Regions from separate parts of the Mus musculus genome. Here all the other regions are linked to region 1. The links are chromatin contacts, called in public HiChIP or PLAC-seq and promoter capture Hi-C maps. All regions are on one chromosome and are shown on one strand. The core of a region is the stretch at or near the end of the contact, and the rest is flanking DNA. Distances in the headings are between cores, read along the strand shown.

The links. HiChIP or PLAC-seq counts read pairs in DNA pulled down with a chosen protein or histone mark. Capture Hi-C pulls out chosen DNA fragments and counts their contacts.
Region 2: a promoter capture Hi-C map of liver shows a contact between it and region 1, with 2.1 times the contacts expected there. The contact joins the promoter of Map3k4 here to the promoter of Tcp1 in region 1. A contact is called at or near these places in 9 of 39 promoter capture datasets (the 3T3-L1 cell line, the C10 cell line, the HPC-7 cell line and 6 more), 2 of 484 Hi-C or Micro-C datasets (erythroblasts and uterus), 8 of 115 datasets of contacts at active chromatin or transcription factors (the 230-238 cell line, the SCID.adh cell line, bone marrow-derived macrophages and 5 more) and 2 of 9 other capture datasets (adipose tissue and liver).
Region 3: an H3K27ac HiChIP or PLAC-seq map of extraembryonic endoderm stem cells shows a contact between it and region 1, with 5 times the contacts expected there. The contact joins the enhancer-like site here to the promoter of Tcp1 in region 1. A contact is called at or near these places in 8 of 39 promoter capture datasets (the HPC-7 cell line, cranial neural crest, frontonasal cranial neural crest and 3 more), 1 of 484 Hi-C or Micro-C datasets (liver), 3 of 115 datasets of contacts at active chromatin or transcription factors (the SCID.adh cell line, T-cell acute lymphoblastic leukemia and extraembryonic endoderm stem cells) and 1 of 9 other capture datasets (adipose tissue).
Region 4: an H3K4me3 HiChIP or PLAC-seq map of bone marrow-derived macrophages shows a contact between it and region 1, with 7 times the contacts expected there. The contact joins the enhancer-like site here to the promoter of Tcp1 in region 1. A contact is called at or near these places in 4 of 39 promoter capture datasets (the 3T3-L1 cell line, embryonic stem cells and pre-B cells), 1 of 484 Hi-C or Micro-C datasets (LSK cells), 2 of 115 datasets of contacts at active chromatin or transcription factors (bone marrow-derived macrophages and extraembryonic endoderm stem cells) and 1 of 9 other capture datasets (adipose tissue).

Annotation. Positions count from the first base shown.
Region 1 is chr17:12,914,390-12,918,038 of GRCm38.p6, forward strand. Tcp1 (t-complex protein 1) reads left to right here and starts at 1,940. Exons shown (of 12, transcript NM_013686.4): 1 at 1,940-2,240; 2 at 3,409-3,494. The coding sequence starts at 2,177. It overlaps Mrpl18 (mitochondrial ribosomal protein L18), which reads right to left and starts at 1,702. Exons shown (of 4, transcript NM_026310.3): 1 at 1,558-1,702; 2 at 1,249-1,435. The coding sequence starts at 1,609.
Region 2 is chr17:12,316,631-12,320,283 of GRCm38.p6, forward strand. Map3k4 (mitogen-activated protein kinase kinase kinase 4) reads right to left here and starts at 2,030. Exons shown (of 27, transcript NM_011948.2): 1 at 1,868-2,030. The coding sequence starts at 1,998. 4732491K20Rik (RIKEN cDNA 4732491K20 gene) reads left to right here and starts at 2,223. Exons shown (of 2, transcript NR_045290.1): 1 at 2,223-2,542.
Region 3 is chr17:12,395,783-12,399,435 of GRCm38.p6, forward strand. It overlaps Plg (plasminogen), which reads left to right. Exons shown (of 19, transcript NM_008877.3): 8 at 1-2; 9 at 771-913; 10 at 2,308-2,470. Among named protein-coding and RNA genes, the nearest start is that of Plg, 19 kb to the left of the region's middle. Within about 2 kb of position 1,784, at least 2 of the 459 cell types and tissues checked have an H3K27ac peak or open chromatin away from gene starts, as enhancers often do.
Region 4 is chr17:12,134,073-12,137,650 of GRCm38.p6, forward strand. All of the region lies in intron 1 of Agpat4 (1-acylglycerol-3-phosphate O-acyltransferase 4 (lysophosphatidic acid acyltransferase, delta)), which reads left to right. Among named protein-coding and RNA genes, the nearest start is that of Agpat4, 17 kb to the left of the region's middle. Within about 2 kb of position 1,404, at least 35 of the 459 cell types and tissues checked have an H3K27ac peak or open chromatin away from gene starts, as enhancers often do. A contact at or near this core is called in adipose tissue and bone marrow-derived macrophages, where this site is marked.

The DNA.
Region 1 (3,649 bases), core at 690-3,189:
ACCAGAAAAATCCCACTGTAACAAAAATAATAACCACCGTAAAAAGATAACCCCTACAATGATAATAATGTAGTTTAAATAGTTGAATTAAGAGCTGGAGAGATGGCTCGGCGGTTAAGAGCACTGACTGCTCTTCTAGAGGTCCTGAGTTCAATTCCCAGCAACCACATGGTGGCTCACAACCATCTGTAATGGGATCCGATGCCCTCTTCTGGTATGTCTGAAAACAGAGACAGTGTATACCCATACACAAAATAAATAAGTCTTAAAAAAAAAAAAAGTTAAATTAAAAAAAAAAAAAAAAAAAAGACATACAGCCGGGCGTGGTGGCGCATGACTTTAATCCCAGCACTCGGGAGGCAGAGGCAGGTGGATTTCTGAGTTTGAGGCCAGCCAAAAAAAAAAAAAAAAAAAAAAGACATACATTTAAAGCATCTAGCATAACTGCTTGTAAATCCAATGCTTTCAGTTAGTAGCCATCTTGGGGCTGGGGAGTGCAGTTCAGAGGTAAAGCACTTGCTTTGTGTGATGAAGGTACTCATCTAAACTGCGTAGTTCTCCCAAAATAAAATTTAACATTTATTTCCATGTGTATGATTATTTTTGGGAATGTATCGCTGTGTGCCAAGGTCAGAAGAGGGTGTCAGATCCCTGGGAACTGGAATTACAGACCATTGTAAGCTGCCTGGGTCCTCAGTGAACTCAGTAAGTGCTTTAAATGAATACAAATTTTAAAATGTATTTCATAAAATGTTTCTATTAATGAACTTTTAACCTTTATTCCCCCCATTAAAAAATCATTAAGGCTCAAACTTTACCCTAATGTGCACGCTAATAACTAATTCTACTTAGCACTCTATTCTGTAACAGCTTACACACACACACCTTTACTTACTGAACAGGTAGGTACACAGGCCTGTCAGTTCCAGACACTCAATCCCAGCCTCCTAGCCTCCTTTGCTAGAATAGCCTTCATGGCAAATGATTTCGCGGCTTCCTGTCCTTTAGATCTCAGCTTTTTGACATGTCACCTTCAGAGAGGCCTCAGGACATAGCCGCTTATTCTCAAATTACCGTTTAAGTTTTCTTCAAGGCAACTAACTAGTTGCTTGCTCCAAGGTCGCTTTCTACCCACATGTCATCTTCCTGACACATCCCGAGGCTTACCTGGCAGGATCAGTCAGGGGATTGGTGAAATTGGTAAGGTGCTAAGCACAGCTTAGTCAGTCACAAGCCGACTTTAATTACCTGTGCCAGAACTCACGGTTAGGCCACACGGTAGCCCAGCCCCGTTCTTTCCGAGCTACCCCTAAGAGCTCCAGATTCCGAGGGTTCCGGTTGGTGAACTCCGGGGCCACCGCTTCGTTTTCCTTACTCTCCACGTCGGGCTGCACGGCCGGCACGGAACTGGTTGAGAGGGCTGCGAACCCACACTCTAGAAAATGAAAAAGATCACATGCATCTTTCACTTTCCCACATCAGGTACAAAATCGCATTTGCAAATGCACACGTACTGTGCACAGAGCGCAGGCAAGGAGGTGGGGCGAGATTAGTTACCCAGTTTCCTGCAAACTGACAGACATTTCCAGAACCGCGGCCGAAGCGCCATGGCTGACGGGACCTGGGCAAAGTCACACAGTGCCCTATCTTCCTTTGCTCAGGGTCGTCTCGGGGAACAACTAGTCGCAGCCATGTTAACTGTGGGTAAAGCTACAAGGGCCGGCAGTACCTCGGTGTCTCAAGGACCCGGAACTAACAAGCTCCCTGGTGCTGAGTGGCCGAGTGAGCGATCGGTATCCCTGGCTCACCAATCACCGCAGACGTTGAGGCGGAGGGCGGGACACGCTAGCCGTGGCCAAGAGCCTGACTTCCGTTTTCCACTTTCGCGCCTTTCTTCTACTGTCTCTAGTTGACCCAGCGTCCCGCAGCCCCCTACTTCCGGCGTTTTCAGTTTTTCGCCCCGCCCAGCCCTCGTCTGTCAATCCCTACCGCTTTCCCGGCAGACCTTGCGGTTGGTGGAGCGTGGAGAGCGCGCAGGGCGTGTTACCCAGCAGGCCCCGCGGCATCGCTCGGGCCTTTCCACGCCGTGGTCCCCGCCGTGGTGGCCGTTAAACGGTCTCAGAGCGGAGCTATCGGTTGTCTGCGGCCGTAGTGAGCTTTGCTTCGTTTCCTGAAGATGGAGGGTCCTTTGTCCGTGTTCGGGGACCGCAGCACTGGGGAGGCGGTCCGCTCCCAGAATGGTAAGGGCGAGAGAATGGTAAGGGTCCAGCTCGCGGCGGCGCAGGCCGAAGCCCAGCCGCAGTCCGTAGGCCGGGGCTGTCCGCCGGGCCCAGTGAAGTTCCTTCAGGAGAAGCCCAGCCATCCCGGATCCGCCCTCACTAGCGGCCGGCTCGGCGCCATTGCGCCCTACCGTGTAAGGGAAGAATGTTCGAGAATGCACACGGTTGGGGGAGGCGTTCAAGATGGGTGTGGGCGTCCGTGCCCCAATACCTAGTAGAGGAGCTCCAGATAGACTTCTCCGCCACTCCCCTCTGCTCCTTTGTTGGGTTCCAAGCCGGTTGGAGCACCTCTGACATAGCCAGAAAAGAGTAGCTTTCACCGGTTCCATTGGCCCTTGAGAAGATGCTCATAGAATCTAGGTGGCTTTTGCGTTGCTTCCCTTCCCTGGTCTGGTTCTTGGATGCCCAGAATCTGCAGGTGACAGCTGCTCCCCCAGTAAAACGTAACGGAATGCAAACTGAACGTTATTAAGCGATACTTTTAGCTGCCTTTATCGTGGTTAACTTTAATACGAGTAAGCACGTGGTTTGCTGTGGTTGAATTTGTTCTTGAAAGCATTCCCTTGCAGGAACCGTGTTCTGTGTTGTGCTTTTTTTTTTTTTTTAAACAACTCTCTTAGAAATTACTACTACTTTATCCTGGTGAACTATCTAATATTCTTACTAAACTTGCCAGAGTCTGAAGAGAAAGGCTGAACTTAAAGGGTTTTTTCCCCCCTAGTGTAGTAGTAAGGAATGAACTTAAGATTGCTTATAATTTGAGGCATTAAAATCTTTGCAATCGGTGATATACCAATACTAAATAGAAAAAAGAATAGTTAACCTTCACTGGTCCTTAAGTAAGTGATTCCCCCCCCCCCCCACACACACACACACACACACACACAGGGTTTCACTGTATAGCTGTGGCTGTCCTGGAAGCAACTTTGTAGACCAGGCTGGCCTCGAACTCAGAAATCTGCCTGCCTCTGCCTCCCGAGTGCTGGGATTAAAGGCGTGCGCCGCCACACCCGGCTTGATTTTTTTTTTTTTAAATAGTAATTACAGACTTTAGATTTTAGCAAATCATAGGTAGTTGAGTGTCATAGTTTATGTGTTGTTCTAATTAGTTTTCACTGTTCATCTACAGTTATGGCTGCAGCTTCTATTGCCAACATTGTTAAAAGTTCTTTTGGGCCAGTTGGCTTGGATAAAATGTTGGTGGATGATATTGGTGTAAGTATATATCTAATTGCTCTTGCTTGCCTTGATAAAAGTACATTGTTTTAAATTTCAAAAAAAAATCTTTGGTAAAGTCTTTGTTTTTACCTGAGTATGGATGGCATCCTAGAGCTTGGTTTCTGTGTTGACCACTTATTCCTTCATATTTC
Region 2 (3,653 bases), core at 780-3,279, 600 kb before region 1:
GCTGGCGTGTTGGGGGGAGGCACTGAGCAGATTCGGGATGTATACGGCAATGTATGAGCCTCTTGTGAATAGGTAGGAATGTGGACCACATACAAACAGCTGGAGCTCCCTGCAACATCGCTTACCACAGATGGACAGTAATAGTGCCAGAGGTCACCCCTGCCAACTGAAGAGGAGGCAGTGTCCATTACTGCAGCAAAAAGGCAAAGCAGCAGCTTCACCAAGAGAAAAAAAAAATCTGCTCTACGCATTTGCTATTGTAAAATTAACTGCAATGTTGCTAAGAAAAATACTTCAAAGATCTCCTTGTTCTGTACACTGCTGTTCACGTAAAGTTGGATGAGGCCCATTATCCTGACCTATTTTTATTATAACAAAGAGACAGGCTCCTGGCTGGAAGGCAAGGCTGTTTATCAATAGGAAAGCAGCGTTTTGATAGCAGATTTTTATCCCTCTGCCTAACACCGCTCAAGTCCATTTTCTCCCCCGAGAACAGTTACATAGAATTATAATGTCGGGTCTGTGGGTATGAAATCATCCCTCTTCCTCGTGATAATTAAGGCACAAACTAGGCAGCCAGACTTTTGTTCATTACAAGCTGTTAATCTTTATATATGCTATTTACCTTTTGCCTCAGTTTCCTCTTACATAAAGGAGATGAATAGCAGAATTAACTCATAAGACTGTTATAAAGATTAAATGAATTAACAAAAGTAATGGCTACGTGATAAAACATTTTAAGCATTAAGTAAGGACTCACATTTATTATTTCTAAAATAACGATTAAAGGAGTAAAAATTGCTCAACAGCTCAATACATTAAGAAAATTATGAACTTTCTGAAAAAAGACTTCTAATAGCACCCTGTACTATTCCTTAAAGAAAATGCCCCAAAAGATGTCACAGAACTATCTTGAAATTAAGAAACACAATGCAGTAGCTCTCACGGCTTTGAAAAAGTAAAATTCCTCTCAGGCAACCCAGTGGTGACAAGCAAGGATGTGAATGGCTCCCGTGTTCGGGTCTCGCTACAACTATAAATTTGCTATTTCTTCAAGCAGGAAAAAGCAAAGCTATTTAACTGCCTTCTTCCTGAGGTTATAGAGCGAGACCTTAAGCCAGGAGGAGTTGTGGGAGTGTTTTCACTATAGGGGACAGGAAGCAGTCAAAGTTTATCCTGAGATGCAAAGGACTGGCATTTAAACACAAAATCAGGACACCGTGAGTTTACCCTCCCAATTAAAACTTGAGACTCTTCGTAGCAGTTAAAAGAGCTTCTACGGAGCAGAATGCAACAGATACTCTGGGTACCAAAGTTCCATCTTGGAGCTTCCTGCGGTAGCAAAGTTTCACACATAAACCCTTAGCTATTTTCGTGCGCAACACTGCATCAGGCTGTTGCTAGAAGACAGTAAAAGGATCTCTGACAAGGAACCTTGTCTGCAGTTACGTGAAGCTTCGCCCTGGGGACAGAAGGCTGGGAGGCGCGCTGCAAAGGGCTGAAGGAGCAAGGAACTGCCGAGAGGCACGTCGCCTCTCTTTTCCTGGAAAAAGGAGAAAGATGGACCACCTTCCTTCCATCCGATCACTGATCCGAGCCCGAGCGGCAGTCCGGGGCAAGCTGGGGCTGTCTGCAGCAGGGCCCCGGGGAGCACTACTGCAAAGGCCAGGGTCGCTCGGGAGCTTGGCCTCCGAGCCCGGGCAGGGGTCGCGCGGAAGCGGAGCACCGGGCTCCGCGCTGCACCGCGCCCCTCCCGCCACCGGAGGTCCGGATGCTCCGCGCCCACCTGGCGCGCAGCCGAGGACCCCACGCCCCCTTCACGCGCCACCCTGCTCCCTCCGAGCTGCAGCTGCAGCCGTGCACTCACCTCGCCGCTGGGCAGCACTCCGGATCCGGCTCGGGCTGTGGCGGCGGTGCTGGCCGCAGCTCCTCCATGGCGGCTGCAGGGGTGTCGGCGAGGGCAGGAGGGGGCACCGGCTCGGCGATGGCGTCTCTCATCCGTGCACCAAGCTTCGCATGACCGCGGCGGGTCGTCAGCTGCAGCCTGGTGCGGGAAGACCAGGAGCCGCGGGGTGAGGGAGTGACTCGACTCCGCCTCCGCCTCTAGCCCGCCGCAGGAGCCGTGCGCGCAGCGGCCATCTTGGGAACGGCGGCCGGCCGAACGCTGGGCTACGGCGGGCAGCGAGGGACACGCCTCGGCGGGCGGCTGAGTCCGCCTGGGCGGGGCGAGGCGGGAGGGAGGAGCGCACTGGCCAGTGGTAAATCAGGTGTCGCTGGGTGACCGCGGGTGGCCTCGGGAGGTCCTGAGGCTAAGGGCACAGGAGACATTTGGAGAGGTAGGGTTGTCTGGGCGAGCAGGAATGCTTCATAAACTGGAGCTCAAGGTCTCTGCGCCACTGGATTCTGCCTTTCGGAATAAGGATGATGTCACCCAGACGCCCACAGCTCTGACATGGAAGTGTGGGCCTTCTGCAGACTCAGACCATCAGAGTGACACACCAATCAGGCAGCAGAGGACGCCGTCCTCACCCAGGATCCCAAGGTTAGAAAGTGCTTTTTCAGAAACTTGCACAGTTGCTACACTAAAGAAGAAAGAAAGGGATAAAGAAGTTGTAAAGATTTGAAGTTATTAAAAGAATTGAAATAGCAGAGCATCTTTCAGTCATTCTTAGCTTGCGCAGCTTTACAGCCTTTGAGTTGCAATCATGCCTTCTGAAATCCAGATTCAGTTCAGAAATCGTATTCAGAATCAAATATGTTTGTTTCCACTTAGTTTGATTTTTTTTAAAAAAATGATTCTTTAGCTTTGCTATGTAGAGATATAAATTTTGAACAAATTTTTTTAACTGACTGAAAGAAAAAATTTCAAGGTAAGATTTAAGAGCTAAGCAAGATAAAGATACTCTGAAATCAGCTGTGTTACAGAAATGTCTCTGTAATTAAAGAGCATACTCTTGCTGTTGTTACAGTAGACTACATTATCTATAATGTCTGCCAGTGCTGGATTTCTGAGTTGACATCCCTTTCATTAATTCAACAACATGCAGTCAGTCAACAACTATTCAGTGCACATATTGCATTAGGACTTCGGGAGACACTAAGGAAGCAGCCGTGAGAAGTTGCCTAATGGAGGGAGAGAGAACAAAGCAAAACGAAGCATTCAAAGGAAATGAACTCAGTCTATCCTAATAATTTTAAAGACCCATTCATTTTCACTGAGAGCTCTGCAGAGTGTTTCCCATCTCTCTGTAATTCTGATAGTTTCGTCTCCCTCTACACTGGGCTAACCTGAGCCCTCCTTAAATTGCATATGAGGAGAGTCGATAAGGAAACCTCTGACTGCTGCCAGGAAGTGAGCCAATGGGCACACTGCTTCCCACTCATAAAACGCTGAACACAAATCAGCCTCAGGAAGAGCCATGACTTTTTTTTATCCTTCATTGTCTACTGGGTACCGCATATTCTAGAAGGAACTAAAGACATTTACATCATCTCATCGTACCACTCGATGTGCATAGAGACCTAGATTACTTGATACTAACTCGGTTTGTGTGCAGGGCCTTTTTGCCTCAACATACATAGATAGACTAGCTGATTCACAATGGTCTTTCTCAGCAGCACTCTCCGGTGCCTCCAGGGTTCCAGGCCAGAGA
Region 3 (3,653 bases), core at 534-3,033, 520 kb before region 1:
AAGTATGTCCCTCCCGTCTCCTTTCTCACCCCTGTGACCGTGGGATGCAGACCCCATTGACTTCATCTTGGTTGTAGTATAACAAAATTCACGAATGAAGATCGATTAGGTCACATGCAAGGAAAGAGACATTCAGCAGTGTTTTACCTGCTACAATCTTTCTCAAAGTGTGCCCCACCGACACCATCAGGGGTTTACTAGAAATGCAAACTCTAGGGCTCTAGAGTTAGTAAGTTTGAGACTCAGGGAAAATCCTCATTGTGCCAGCATACATTGCAGTACCCAACCCAGAACTAAAGACTCATTTTATTCCATCACATGAAGTCATGGAATATATGTATGTACATATATGTATGCATATATATGCATATATATAATATTTACTTATTTATTTTATGTATATGAGTGCTGTATCTGCATGTACCCCTCATGCCAAAAGAGAACACCAGATCACATTATAGATGGTTGTGGAGCCACCATGTGGTTGCTGGGAATTGAACTCAGGACCTCTGGAGGAACAATCGGTGCTCTTAACCACTGAGCCACTTCTAGCCCAAAGAATATATTTTAGTCATTGCTTCTTCTATGCCAGATAACCTGCCATGCCATGTGATGTCTAAGCCCAATTCAAGCTTCCTCTTGGTACCTGTCAATCATTCAGCATGCACGATTCTAGCGTGTTAGACATGTACAGCACTCCTTCTAACAAGCATGTGCACGCCTTGCTCACTGAAAGTCTTTGAAGCGCGAAACCCATACTTCCGTTCTAGAAATCTGGAAGAGAACTACTGCCGGAACCCAGATGGAGAAACTGCTCCCTGGTGCTATACCACTGACAGCCAGCTGAGGTGGGAGTACTGTGAGATTCCATCCTGCGAGTCCTCAGCATCACCAGACCAGTCAGATTCCTCAGGTAAGAGTGGGTCACAAGGGCTCACTGAGCAGCAGCACTATACAAGTTTGTCTCTACTGGCTTCTTTGCCATCTATCAGGGTGTGGTACCTTTGCTTCACTTAATCTTGCTGTGGGTCGGAGTGAGGCTTCTATCATTTCATTTGTAGTATTTCACCTGTTGTTTGCTCCGTAGCACAGGATTCAGCCTTGGTGAGAGATCCCCAAGCTCTTGAAATCTTGACTTTTGTTGTGGTTGGGAAGCTTATAAAAGTCAACTTGCAAACTCTATTAGGGTTCTGTATTCCTACTGTATTGCTTACAGGTCCGACTTTAACTGCAGATTAGTCTGTTTCGTTTGCTTCTGTTTGCTTTCTGTATTGTGAAGCTCTGTTGGTAGGCACGTACCCATTGAAGACCTCTTTATCTTCTCGATGGGATGATGTCTCCTCTGTCATGCCATTGTTTCTGAAAATACTCCTTCTGTCTCGGAAACTCTGAAGTTTATCTTTACTCATTTGAACAGAGACTTTGCAGCTCTGCCTACATTAGTGTTTGTGTGATGAGTCTCATTAGCCTTCTGACCGAGATATTTGCATTAATATCACTGTGCATGCTTGGCTTTAAGTCCATCATTAACGTAGTTATTCTGTCCGTGGTCTCCTTGCCACCATCCATCCTTTTCTTTTGTGTCATGTGGAACCCATTACCCAATTACTTTTAAGCTCACTGGCTGCTCGCTTAACCCTGCCGTCTGCTGATCAGTCTCTTGCAGGAATTCTTCATCTCCGATGCTGTGGGTTTTGCTCCTTGAATTTCTATTTTGTTCTTATTTTTTGAGGTTCCTGTGTCTGAGGATCCACTCACAAACTAACCAAGACTATTTCACAGTCCTAACCAGCTAGAGTCCTACTGTGGTCATCTCTGAGAATAAATGGCCTTTTTCTTATGTCCTAGAGGCAGGACCAGCTCTGCCCCATCCCCAGAAGCTCAAGGCTTTGGTATCCTATGACCAAAGAAAGTCTAGGGAAGTATGCAAGAATGATAGGTCTAGCCCCGTCCTGCCTGGTGCCCTCATTACAGAGCATCCTGGCCTCTTGTTCTCATGAACATCTGGTAGCAATTCATAAAAATAACTTGTACATAATGGCATTTCCAGTTATCAACACTCTGGCCAATCTTATTCATCTTCCAAGGTTTTTTTCAATACGTGGTACAACACTATAAATGGTGTACTTGTTGTGTGTGAGCATACACACACTACACACACATGCACACACACACACACACACACACACACACACACACACACACACACGTACAGAGAGACTGGTTTACTTCATGTGTCGTAAATTAGTGCTCAGGTCTGCCTGTTTCAGATCTTATTGGTCTCAATTTCTTCCGCTTTGATTTCAGTTCCACCAGAGGAGCAAACACCTGTGGTCCAGGAATGCTACCAGAGCGATGGGCAGAGCTATCGGGGTACATCGTCCACTACCATCACAGGGAAGAAGTGCCAGTCCTGGGCAGCTATGTTTCCACACAGGCATTCGAAGACCCCAGAGAACTTCCCAGATGCGTATGTCTTTGATTTTAACCATGAGAGGATTAATAGCTGGTTTAGGTTTCCATGTGCCCCATGCTTTAGGCTAACTCGTGTGGACCAAATTTCTCTGAGATTACTGAGGGCAGAATATGACAGGAACTTGGCTTTTGAGAAATAGGCCTGAACGAGGAGAAGCCATTAACTGGCTCCCTTTCCTGAGAAATTCTGTAGAAGCAAGGGGAATCAGTGGAGGTGGTAAGGTCCCACTGGTGAAATCCCTGTGAGAACAAGTCACCATAAAGCTTAGAACTAATACCACCGCTTCCCTGTGCTAAGGCTGATGCTGGCTCCCATCATTGGGCTGGGTCATTCCACTGCAAATCACTGGAGTGTAGTTTTATGTTTGGCTCACAGGCTAATATTTCTAGTGGCATCTGCATCTCCATTTCTTTCAGTCCTCACCTGGGAAGCCTTACTAGCCAGAAGCACAGTGCTCTCATGGGGTATGAGTTGCCAGAGAGCAAGAGTATTGGGGGCCATTGCAGTAAGACAGTGGAAGGAAGTGAGAGAATTAATTAAGGAGGGAGTGGGGGAGAGAGAAGGGAGGAAGGGAAGGAAGGAAGGAAGGAAGGAAGGAAGGGAAAGGAGAGAAAGAGGGAGGGAGGGAAGGGAATGAAGAGAAGGAGGAAGGGGAAGAAAGAAAGGAAGGAGGAAAGGAAGGAATGAAAGAAGGGATAACAGAAGGAAAGAAGGAAAAAGCAAATTAGGAAGAAAGGAAGGAAAGAAGGGATCAAGGATATGAGAGAGGAAAGAGGAAAGGAAGAAGGAATAAAGGGAGGGACAGAAGGAGAAAGGGAAGGAGAGAGGGGGGAAAAGAACAAACGATAGAAGAAGGGAGGGCCTCATGTTCTAAAATGAAGAACAAGCATCCTGATTCGCAGGCAGATGACCAATGGACACAGACAGTCATAGTGACTGAGTGAATTTACATGTTCAAAGAGCAGCAGGTATACATGAGGTCAACAGACAAGTCATTGGATGTCTGTCCTAGCTACACGCAATCGAACCATAACATTATAAACATCATCAGCAATGCTATAAAAACCAGAGACTATTTGATGAGGCCCACAGACAGCAATTGAGACCTTCCAGTGTCCTGTGTCAGCAGGAGGGGCACAGAAATGGGAACAGTTCAGAAACAAATCCTGTGTTTCTA
Region 4 (3,578 bases), core at 154-2,653, 780 kb before region 1:
TTCAGAGTGGCCTTCTGTGAAGGGAAACAGTCCTGTGTGTGACCTGGCCAAGTTTTCCTTCCAGACATCTTGCCAAGCCTGGGTTTTCTCAATGGAGGCAATTGCTGTTTGGCACACAGGCCTCTGCTTGGCTCACTCTTTGGTAGACTGGCTGCAGAGTCGCCGTGATGTTACCACGGCCTTTCCCTCCTGCTGGCTGTACTTGGGGTCAGGGTGACGTTGGATCGACGTTTGTTTCTGTTCCAGTTCCACAGAGGTGGTATGAGTGTAGGAAGGTCCATTTTACCACCCAAAGATGCTTTGACAGTGTTGACATCCACCAGGGCTCTTGCTATGTCATGGCTAAGGATGGATGTCTTCTTCCTGGTAACTAGAATTCCCTCGGGTCTTTCTGCACGAGGCTTCATTCATGTGCTTTGTTTAACTAACATGCTAAACCATACTGCCCACTTCTCCATGTGGACCTAAGCCACCTGTGCTTATGGCTTGCCTTCTATAAGACCATAAGACCAAGGGCTGTGTGTATGTGTGTACACATGTGTGCATGTGTGTCTAATATCCAGAGGTTGACATCAGCCATTTTTCTTTCTTTGCTTGCTTCTCAACCTTAATTTCTTGAGACAGGGTCTCTCAGTGATCCTGAGGTATGTTCATTACACCAGGCCGACTGGCCAGCAACTCTGGAGACCTATCTGTGTTCTCCCCCAGCACTGGGACTGCAGGTGCACACCACCGTGTCTGCTTTCTATGTGAGTGCTGGGACTGTGAACTCAGATCCTCATGCCTATGTGGCTGGTACACTTCTGAACCACCTTCCCATCGGAGCCCTAGGACATCTATAGACGTCATCTATGTGAAATCAGCTGTTTTAGCACTGCCCTCCAGAGAGCAACAATGGCCTGTGGTGTGCTCTACCACCTGAGAAGTTTGTGAGAGAGATATGGTCATCTGTGTTTCTAGAGTCTCGAAGCTGCCGGACTTTGCTGTCTTAGGAATGGAGTTCCGAGAAGAGCAGGAACTGCAGCCGGAACAGGCTTGCTTTCAGCACTGAGCTCAGTGCTGCTTTCATTCTGGCCATTGGGCAATGATCTTTAATGAAATTCCTATTAGCACAGGGCTCAGGGCCAAGGCTTAGGAGAGGAAGTTCTAAGTCCTCCCAGTAAACCTCAGGATTTGCTAAATCATACCACCGAGACAGGCCAAATGAGATTGTGCCCGGGGTTCTGGAAGAAGCCTTTTCCCTCTGTCCTTTGACCCTCAGTTCTGTTACTGAGCAGGGGAGTGCTGTCAAGCACACAGTAGGTACTCACAGATGTTAGTTGAGCGGATTGCTTGTGGGTGCAGGCATACATGACTTTAACCATCCGCGGTATTTCCACGTCTTAGTCTGTCTTCTCAGTGGTTTTGTGAGTCAGGTCAGGAGGAAGGATGAAAGGGGAAGCAAGGGTCTGGGAGGTTGAAGGACAGACAGACTCAAAGAAATCAAGTCAGAGAACTTCTCGGGGCCTTCATTCTTTACCTGCAAAATGTACATGTGAATAAACCCGGAATAACAAATCACAAAGCGATCATTTGCCAAGTGATGGCTGCTGTAAACCTGCTCGTGATTGTTAGAAGTGCATTGTGAGGGGTTGAGGCACATCAACAAAAGCACCGCCTTCTCCTGCAGAGGACCTGGATTTGGTTCTCAGCATCCATATGGCAGTTCACAACCACCTGTGACATCAATTCCAGGGGACCCAATGCCGTCTTCTTACTCCTGCAGGGACTGCATGGATGTGGTGCACCACACACATGCGCGCACATACAAATCTAGTAATTTTTTTAAATATTTATTTATTTATTTATTTATTTTGGTTTTTTGAGACAGGGTTTCTCTGTGTAGCCCTGGCTGTCCTGGAACTCACTTTGTAGACCAGGCTGGCCTCGAACTCAGAAATCTGCCTGCCTCTGCCTCCCAAGTGCTGGGATTAAAGGCGTGTGCCACCACCGCCCGGCCTTAGTAAATATTTTTAAAGTCACTGTAAATCTTTGAGCCTTAAAAATTTCAATATATTAACAAAATGATAGGTAATCTTGGAAAATTAATTGGGAAACAGAGAGAAGCAAGAAGGAGGAAATGAGTGAGCTCATTAATATGCAAGATCCCCTGGAGTGTGGCTTTTTAAAGAGGAAATTGTTAATGTGTGGTAAAGTTGGAGCTGTGCATATCGGGATGAGGCAGTGATTCCAAGCCCAATGTTCAATCTGCCACTGCCCATGGCAGTGGGGGGAAAAGGAAATATTCACTAACATGGGAAGAAATTTTACTGAATCCTTCTAAAGACTATTCTAGTATTAAAATACTAGACGGGCTGTGGAGATGGCTCAGTGGTTAGGTCACTTCGTGTGTGAGTATGAGGACCTCATTTTGGAGCCTCAGAATCCGTGCAAATGTGGTACGTGTGTGGTGACCCATGGGGAACACGGAGACTGGGGATCCCCTGAGCCAGCTAGGTAGGGGAAAGCACTGGGTTGGATTGAGGATCCTTGCTTATTGAATAAGGTGGAGGCACAACAATGTGAATTCCCAACATGAGCCTCAGGTCCCACAGGAATCCCCACACACGTGTGCCAACACGCACACAAAACATCCAAAACAACCGGAGCTGGGTAGGTGAAAATTTAAAAACAGAAAACAGGGTCAAACTTTGGAAAAAGAAGGTTAGAAAAGTGACTATTTCCTCGGATTTTTTGTTTGTTTGGTTTTTTTGTTTTTTGTTTTTTTGTTTTTTTTTTTCTGCAAGCTGAGAAATCAGAGTGAAAAAATAGTTTTCTATGCTTAAACTTGGTGAAAAACAATAGGTTATTTTTCTGCTGCTGGTGAAAAGGGCCAATTTAAACCAGATTAGATTCTATTAAAGGCAGGTTTATTGGGAAGCTGCTGTCCAGTGGGGGAGTTCACTGGCCCCAAGGACCAAGGCCAGGGAAGTTGCTTCAGAAAAGGTGTGGGGTAGGGAAAAGGGGTTTGCTAGCAGAGAGAGAAGAGGACAGGATGGAGAGACCAAAACGTCTGCTTTCTAAGGGAAGGGCAGCTAGCCCCTGGGCTGGAAAGTTCAGGGTTGGGGCAGGGTATGCCAGGTAGGAACTGAGGGATGCTGGGAGAACCTGGAGGTCAGGTCTGCTTTGGTGTGTAAAGTATAGACCTCAGCCCCTCGCCTCCAGGTCCTGAAACCAAACAAAAACCAGCATCCTTTTTACTTCATAATGGGTTAAAGCTCCCCTAGAGCCCTAAATAAAAGCTAACAAACTGGAAAATGTTCCCTTTAAATGTTATAGGTATAACATACAAAGAACTTGGCTTGTGATTCTTGAGACAGGGTCTCTTTCTGCACCTCTGGCCGTCTTGGAACTCACTATGTAGCCCAGGCTGGCCTTGAATTCAAAGATATCATCCTGCTTCTCTGCCTCTGCCTCCCTGTGTCAAGGAGGCAAGAGATTAAAGGGCATGAGAATTCAGAGTTCAAGGCCAGCCTGGGCTACATTTGGAGACATTGTCTCAAAGAACAGAACAAAAAGTAATTGAAACGCAAGATACA